Regions from separate parts of the Salmo salar genome. Here region 1 is linked to region 2. The links are chromatin contacts, called in public Hi-C maps. All regions are on one chromosome and are shown on one strand. Each heading gives the region's core, a stretch centred on a gene start, on an enhancer-like site or on the middle of the called end of the contact. The rest is flanking DNA. Distances are from core to core; before and after follow the strand shown.

What was found. Hi-C and Micro-C count contacts between places; a contact is called where the count stands out from the background.
Region 1: a Hi-C map of muscle shows a contact between it and region 2, with 8 times the contacts expected there. The contact joins the promoter of tpm1 here to the enhancer-like site in region 2. A contact is called at or near these places in 2 of 3 Hi-C or Micro-C datasets (gill and muscle).

Annotation. Positions count from the first base shown.
Region 1 is chrssa10:91,188,209-91,192,632 of Ssal_v3.1, forward strand. tpm1 (tropomyosin 1 (alpha)) reads left to right here and starts at 2,066. Exons shown (of 10, transcript NM_001123656.1): 1 at 2,066-2,260; 2 at 3,018-3,143. The coding sequence starts at 2,147.
Region 2 is chrssa10:91,154,927-91,159,150 of Ssal_v3.1, forward strand. LOC106561152 (talin-2) reads left to right here. Exons shown (of 57, transcript XM_045688215.1): 57 at 1-1,577. Among protein-coding and RNA genes, the nearest start is that of tpm1, 33 kb to the right of the region's middle. Within about 2 kb of position 1,810, at least 4 of the 13 cell types and tissues checked have an H3K27ac peak or open chromatin away from gene starts, as enhancers often do. A contact at or near this core is called in muscle, where this site is marked.

The sequences.
Region 1 (4,424 bases), core at 816-3,315, 34 kb after region 2:
AAATTCATGCTCTCTCCCTCCATGTAAATATCTGACTGCAACCACAGCGCACACAACACACCCATGAATGGCAATCAACCTACGTATGTCAGTTGCTGTGATAATAAAAACAGCCCAAACTCAAAGTGAACAGCATACGAAGACTTGGATTATTTTAGAGGCTTATCTCATAGGGTTTGGCCCGAACACTTGGCATAGTGACTTAGTTGAACTTTACAGACCAAGGCAGGTGCTTGAAGAAGGCAATCCTAAAAATATCCTCATAAGAAGGAGAGACTCAAGAAGGCCTCAGTCTAACCCTATGTTTCTTTCAGCTTCCTGTCTACATTACAAGAAGATATATATTTACACACTAATAACAATTAGGGATTACTCAGTTGAATTACATTTAATTTTACCAATGTCAACTTTAGCTGTTCGGGTGCTTCACGAATGGCTTGCCTCTACTTTTTGTCAATTGTGGCAAATTAGTATCTGTTCAATTGATATGGTTAACCTTCAATGCGATGGATGATATGAGAGATAGTCAAACTGATCAATCCATTGTTTTATCAATATTTCTTCAGGTTAATTTCCAAACATAAACAATTGCTAAAAACCTGTCATGTACTGTATGGTCATGCAGGTCCAGTTTAATTAACTCGTTCCCTGTAGATTGTGTTTTACGATTACTCTTCTTATATCCATCTTGAACAGTCTGAACAGCAGTGACAGTTCTCTAACATTAGAACCAGCAGCGCAACTTTCACTGGGGATGGGGGACATGTCCCCCCCACATTCTGAAATTGCATTTTTGTCCCTCCCAGTTTTATCATTGGAATGTGATACAAAATGGGGGGGGGGGGCTTTAGGACCATGCGGACGGCTCCGAGTGATTGGGTAGGCTGTTTGGAGTGTTTATCAGACTGGATAAAAAAATTATAATTTAAATTATGTTATGTCCCCCCAACCTAAAACCAAAGTTGCACCCCTGATTAGAACTACAGTATATAGCTACTGTAGATTGTCAAAGGGAGCAGAGGGCTGTTGAAATACTATCACACTTCAGTATCCCATGGAGGCTGTCTGGCTACAGCCAACTAATACTTAAAGAGTTAGCAGGGAGGCTACTTGATACATTATCTGGCAGCTCTTTCCTATCTTACGCCTCTCAGATTGTGAACAATGCCTCGAGGGGCTGGTTGACCTGAGTCTTTCACCAGCAGTACCTCTTCACTGACTGTACACTTGACCTGAGCTAATACAACACCTCCCAGGAGGACAATTTCAGCTCCATGGATAGCACTGGGCACTGACACAGTTATGGTCCAGTATCCTGAGACAAAAGGACAAAAAATCATTAAACACTATTCAATACTAAATCATCTCAGAATGACATGAGGGGAAATAATCTCAATATATTGTACTTACTGTAGTATGGCCCACTGCCAACATGCTGGCACACGTGTAGAATTGCAGGAAATTGGCTTTAAAACTGCAACATGTTCTCTTAGTATCAAGACAAAATGTGTAGAATAGCATTATAAAACAGCACATTTTGCATACTCCTGCCCTGGACAGTGTCCTTCCCAAACAGTAGATTTACTACCTTAGAAATAGGAACCTACATCTTGAAGGGGCTGCTCTCCTGCCCATCAAATCGGTCATGCCTAGATGGGATACAGCTTTTGTCAAATCTGAAGTCAAACGTAGTTTTGGGAGCATTTTAGCTAACCCTAACCCTTTACCTAACCTTAACCCAATTATACTAACCTGCTAAGTGAATTCTCATAACCTGCTGCGTAAGTTCTCCTAAACCTGCTACGAAAAGTCAACTTTGACAAAAGCTGTATCCTTTCTAGACAAAACTATCAAATCCCATATATAGTCATATCAATGGTCAAATGTCTGAGAGCAGCGAATCACCGAGTAGATCCATAAAGAAAGATAGGGCAAGGGGAAGGGACCCCGAGATGCCGTCTCCAAAAAAGTATTGGATGTCTAAAGGAATTTAGTCCCCTCCCCTTCTTGACAGTACATATTTGACAAGGCACATTCAAGAAGAGCTTGCACTCCAGCGCAACGGTCAGTTAAGCACAGACGCACAGTCTCTCTCCTCGGGTCTCTTTCGAAACATTTGGTGGAGCCAAACAAAAAATAAGCAGCCATGGATGCCATCAAGAAGAAGATGCAGATGCTCAAGCTCGACAAGGAGAATGCCTTGGACAGAGCTGAGGGAGCCGAGGGAGACAAGAAGGCAGCAGAGGACAAGAGCAAACAGGTCGGCATTATATATGGGAAATCTAAATGATTCTAGAAAAGGCACCTGAATACCAGTGGCTCTGTTCGCCGCAGTCTCTAAACATGGATCGATCACCTCTTCAATGTGGATGTATCACTTTTACGGATCATTCGAAATAAGGAGTATTTAAGTGATATTTATGAATAACATATCACAACGGGTAGGCTATTAAGTGACCTGGGTATGAATTATCGGAATAATTGTGTTTACTAATTACGTCCATGTCACTGATTGATGGGTGGGTGAAGTTGTATTAATGTAGCCTAATTATAAGTAGGAAAATATGTGTATAGGAAAATTGCTGTCGGTTAATTATAAGTAGGAAATATAGAATAATTACTGTGGGGAATATAGATAGGCTATTGAAAAACATATGCTTCTTTCAGCATAAATGCAATAGTATATTCACTTTGATGTTCTATTCAAATAAATAAAATGTTGTTATTTATGCATGTGTAGTTAGAGGATGAAATAAGTGAGTTGGAAAAGAAATTACGGATCACCGAAGATGAACGTGATAAAGTGCTTGATGAGTTCCAAGCCGCCGAGGAAAAGTTGCTGAACGCCGAGGAGGTGGCCACCAAGGTATTTTGTGTGGCTCGCATGATTTTCCCTAACTTCTCTCCTCTCTCTCCCTTTCTCTGTCTGTCTGCGTTCTTGCGCTCTGTGCGCGCTCACGCCCTCTGTTTCCCGCTGATCACCCCTGTGAAACTGTCCACACTTAAACAAACCTCAGCTCGAGGATGACTTGGTAGCTCTGCAGAAGAAGCTGAAGGGAACAGAGGATGAGTTGGACAAGTACTCTGAGTCTCTTAAGGATGCACAGGAGAAACTTGAGGTGGCTGAGAAGACAGCCACGGACGTAAGTAAAGGGCACAAAATCACCATTCCTGCACACTGCTTCCCACATCTGTAAAATGTGTAAAATGACAGTGTTATGTGAGAGGCCTTTATTCGGTCTCATCACTCGGTCTAAAGTCGTTTCTCAGATTACCAAATGTAGGTAGAATACTGTTTAGGTGTGACTCACCTGTCGAGCCCAATATGTCTATGGGCCAGTTGGAATGTAGCTTATTATGATAAAGGAATAATATTTAAATCACAAACAATCATGATGTCATGCCAGATTTTGTTGAACTGTCATTTTATATATTTTGTTTGTGGTTGTTTGTCTGTTGTCAAAGATCACAAGTCACCTAAATCATATCAATATAAAGAACAAAAGTGTTTCAGTGTTCTGGTATTTGAATCTCTCCACATAGATAGCCTACATATGAGACCCCAAAGTCAATTTAAGACAGTAAATCAGATTTCTCTCCACAGCTCCTTAAAGTGGGGACATTTATGAGTGGAAACTGAATGTGTTGAACGTGCAGTCTCCAAGCGGAGTGCGTGTGCACCACACGGATAAATATAGCCCACTGCTTTATTTGGTCATCGGTCAAGTTAGAGCTTACTTTTTTGGGCTGTGCCTGTTTCTTGCAACAGAACAGACTAGGTCTATATTAAATTCGTTTCCCTTAAATTAGATTTTCTAACTATTCTACCATCAACCTGAAGTATTTTCTAATAATGAGCTATTTACTAATTATATCCACTTTTAGACTTATCGTATTTTTGCAAGATTATTCTTGTATCTTATTATTAATGTATTTTGTTTGTTGTTTTGAGGAACATTTAGTTAAACTCATACCCTAGAGTGTAATTTGGCTTCCCTGCGGTGTAATTTGGCTTCATACAGAGAAGAACTTGAAATTAGGGAAATGCTCCATAAAAGGAAAACTATCAGCAACGTGTGTATGTCGATTCATGCGTGACACCAGGAGCTGCATCCAGGGGCTGAAAAAAATGATATGTATAAAATACCTAGGTTTATCACGTTATGGCATGATGATCCCAGGCTAAATAAATATGAACAAAGAAAAAACATTAACAAGGCAAGTTAATCCCCCCTCAATAATGAAGTTATCAAATTAGATGTGACATTCAGTTGACAATTGATTTTCATGTATTGAAAGTGTCTGTAGGGTAGCCAACATCTCAATAGACTACATGGACGCCCTATGCTCATCTCCTTTCCTTTAGGCCGTCATTGTAAATAAGAATTTGTTAACTGATTTGCCTAGTTAAATAAAGGTTAAAT
Region 2 (4,224 bases), core at 560-3,059:
TGGTATTCTCTCCCCCAAGCCCTCTCACACTCTTTTTGGTTTTCCTGCCTCCTGCAGGAGGAGGCTCCGTTTACATTCTTTCTCATATTTTTTTCTCTCTTTCTTGCCTTTGTGTTTTAATTCCAGTCTAATTGACAGTAGCCAGAGTTTGGTTGGGAGTTCCACCATACGCACACAACAGCAAAGCTATGCTCTGTCTGTCCGTTGCCTGTTCAGCCGGTGGTGTTTGGTTTATACTTATTACAGATTCCATTGAGTTTGGGATATGAGCTTGTGTTCATGTTCTTATTGTTCCTCTAACCATAGCAACACATTACCACTCATTATACTGTGTCAGACTGATGAGAAGGCAGCACTGATTGGAATTGTGTATGCAGCTGTGTATGCAGCTGTGTATGGCTTATTCCCTCTTAGACATGTATGAAACTGTAGGATGTGGTGTAGAATGGCACTGAGATGTCTGGTATAACCTTATGCACTGAGGAGAGCAAGCAATGCCTTCCATGTTCAACCATTCAGGATTACTACTAACGCACCTGTCAAATGTATTAGTGATGAAACCACATACAGTCCAGTCCTGACTAGGGCCGGGACGATACCAGTATTGCAATACTCGTTAGTATCGTGTAAAAGAAACAAAACACAAAGCGGATTTAACTTCTTTAGGAAAACAGCCCTTATGTTGGAATGAAACATCATTATGTTGTCATCCAGAGTCACATGTATATATTTTCCAAGCTATAGCATGCTTTTAAAGGACCGAAGAGTTTGGTCTGCTTCGTGTTTTTCATTTTTGTAATGGAAAGAAATATTGTGATACTGGTATCGTCCTGGCCCTAGCCCTGAGTAGGAAAATAGTTAATTTATGTTATTCCAGTATTGGTGTAGTATAAGGTCATTAGTATTGTGTCCACTCCAACAGCTCAGTCCCTCGTTGTCAGTCTGTGGTCTGCATTGTGTACTTGTGCCTTAATTGAAACCCCGCTGTAACAACATCTAAAGGCTTGTCCTTCTGGATAAGAACATGTATCCCGTCTAACCCAAACTCTCTCTGGGCCATTAACTATCACCTAGTCCTATGCCATAACACAATGTATTGCCTTGGCTGGTAGCCCATCTGCCTGCCGTAAACCATGCTGGTATATAAAGTGCATCCATGGATACGTTTAGGTTTTAGACTATATACAGAACTTAATACACACTACAATGCATTCCATGAGCATGTGGCAAGTTGTTATTGAACTCTTAAAGATGATAATTTGCTCTGCCTTGAAATTCATTCAGCATACACATAATCCTTATAAATAGGACTAAATAACGTCCTTGTTTCATTGTTAAACCACTATAAATGAAGTTTTTAACAATAAATGTAACGACTATCCTGAGATAATGTATATTGTCTAAGCAATTTGTCTATAAGCATTAACTGGAATAGGAAAAACGACTAGCTGTAGGTGTTGTGCTTTCTTTAACAGACTGAATTCATTTCAACAGTTTAACTGATGCTATATGTCTAATATTTATCTTGTCACAAAGGTATTTTTTGTATTCACTGAAAATAAAGAATTTGAAACAAACATGGCCCAGTTTGTTAGTGGTCATTGTGTTTAATTTACTGTATGTATCATTCATTCTTGAACAGGAATCCTGAATGAACTTAAAGGAAATGGAATAGTGAAACAAAGCAAAGGCTGTATCATCTCACCAACATTCTTTCCAGTAGATGTCACTGTTAGTCTTTTCAATGTAGAGATTGGGGTCACTGGGTGTTTTGAGACCTATGCTGTAGTGGATGGAGAGTGCAAATTCAGGCAGACCAAATATGGTCATACAGTATGTGCTGTATTCCCCTGGTTCACAGAACAGACCCTGAACCATGCAGCGACTGATTGCCATTTTAGATGTTTGTACTTTCAGTTCACTTGATCAGATTCCCAATAGATTCAAATGGATTGCCCATTTCTATAATGTTGTCTGTATAAGTCCTCTGATGTTAAAAGTGATGCCATGCAATTCTGATCTGCAGTTCTACCTCTAGTAGACCTTACGTTGGCAGTGAGCACATTCTCCTCAGGTGACAAATCTTCCAGTAAGTCTGGAGCTCACATGCCAGTCCTCCTCTCAGTGCCCTGCCCTGGGCTCCCCAGGACAGACTGTATGAAAGACGGTCAGAGCAGAGGTGCCCAGCAGTGCGATACACATAGTCAGCCTAATGAACACCATATTTGGTTGTTTGACTGTTTTGGTCTCATGCGAGGCCACACAGTGGAGAGGGGAAACTCAAGCCATGTGTCCAGCAGGGAAGGGATTGCCATTCCACCACAACTTAGACCAGAGGAAGAGGATGATGTTGTTTTGGGAGCTTTGGCTCAGGAATAGGACTATAACAACTCTCAATAGGATGAATAATGCTGTGTAGATCCCACGATCTCCAGTGGGTCTGTCCTCTTATTGCCATGAACTTCATGATTGCAGTCTGATTAGGAAACCACTTTATTAGACCTGCAATCAAGTTCTTCAAAATGTCTGTTTGGCACACCAGCATGAATAACTTCATGACTCCAACATGATAACACTAATAGTGATTTTTTGTTTGCTTATATATAGTGCCTTCAGAAAGTATTCATACCCCTTGAATTACTCCACATTTTGTTGTTACAGCCTGAATTCAAAATGGATTTAAAAAAATATATATTTTCACCCATCTACACAGACTTTGTGCTAATTTATTGAAAATGAAATACAGAAATATCACACCCTGAGTCAATAATTTGTAGAAACACCTTTGGCAGCGATTACAGCTGTCCTTCTGGGTAAGTCTGTAAGAGCTTTCCACACCTGGATTTTGCAACATTTGCCCATTGTTCTTTAAAAAATTCTTCAAGCTCCATTAAATTGGTTGTTGATCATTGCTAGACAACCATTTTCAAGTAGATCTAAGTGAAAACTGAAACTCGGCCACTCCGTAACATTCACTGTCTTCTTGGTAAGCAACTCCAGAGTCAATTTGGCTTGTGTTTCCGGTTATTGTCCTGCTGAAAGGTGAATTCTTCTCCCAGTTTCTGGTGGAAAGCAGACAACCAAGTTTTCCTTTACGATTTTGCCTGTGCTTAGCGCCATTCTCTTTTTATCTTGAAAAACTCCCCAGTCCTTAACGATTACAAGCATACCCATAACATGATGCAGCCATCACTATCAAATCAAAGTGTATTTGTCACGTGCGCCGAATACAACAGGTGAAATGCTTACTTACAGGCTCTAACCAATAGTGCGAAAAAAAGGTGTGTGTGTGTGTGTAGGTAAGTAAAGAAATAAAACAACAGTAAAAAGATATTTGAAAATAAGAATAGCAAGGCTATATATAGACACTGTTTAGTCAGGCTTATTGAGGTAGTATGTACATGTAGGTATGGTTAAAGTGACTATGCATATATGATGAACAGAGAGTAGCAGTAGCGTAAAAAGAGGGGTTGGCAGGTGGTGGGACACAATGCAGATCCCTATGCTTGTAAATATGGAGAGTGGTACTCAGTAATGTGTTGTATTGGATTTGCCCCAAACATGACACTTTGTATTCAGGACAAAAAGTGAATTGCTTTGCCACATTTTTTGCATTATTACTTTAGTGCCTTGTTGCAAACAGGATGTATGTTTTGGAATATTTTTATTCTGTACAGGTTTCCTTCTTTTCACTCTGTTAATTAGGTTAGTAACTGTAATGTTGTAGATCCATCCTCAGTTTTCTCCTATCACAGACATTAAACTCTGTAACAGTTTTAAAGTCACCGTTGGCCACATGATGAAATCCCTGTGTGGTTTCTTTCCTCTCCGGTAACAGAGTTAGGAAGGGAGCCTGTATCTTTGTAGTGACTGGGTGTATCAATATGTCACCCAAAGTGTAATTAACAGTGGTGGAAAAAGTAGCCAATTATAATATACTTCATTAAAAGTAAAGATACCTTAAAAGAAAATGATTCAAGTAAAATAAAAAGTCACCCAGTAAACTTCTACTTGAGTAAAACTCTAAAAGTATTTGTTTTAAAATATACTTAAGTATCAAAAGTAAAAGTATAAATCGTTTCAAATTCCAAATATTAAGCAAATCAGACAGCACCATTTTCTTGTTTTTTAAATTTAATTTACGGATAGCCAGGGGCACGCTCAAACACTCAGACATAATTTACAAACGAAGCATGTGTGTTAAGTGAGTCCGCCAGATCAGAG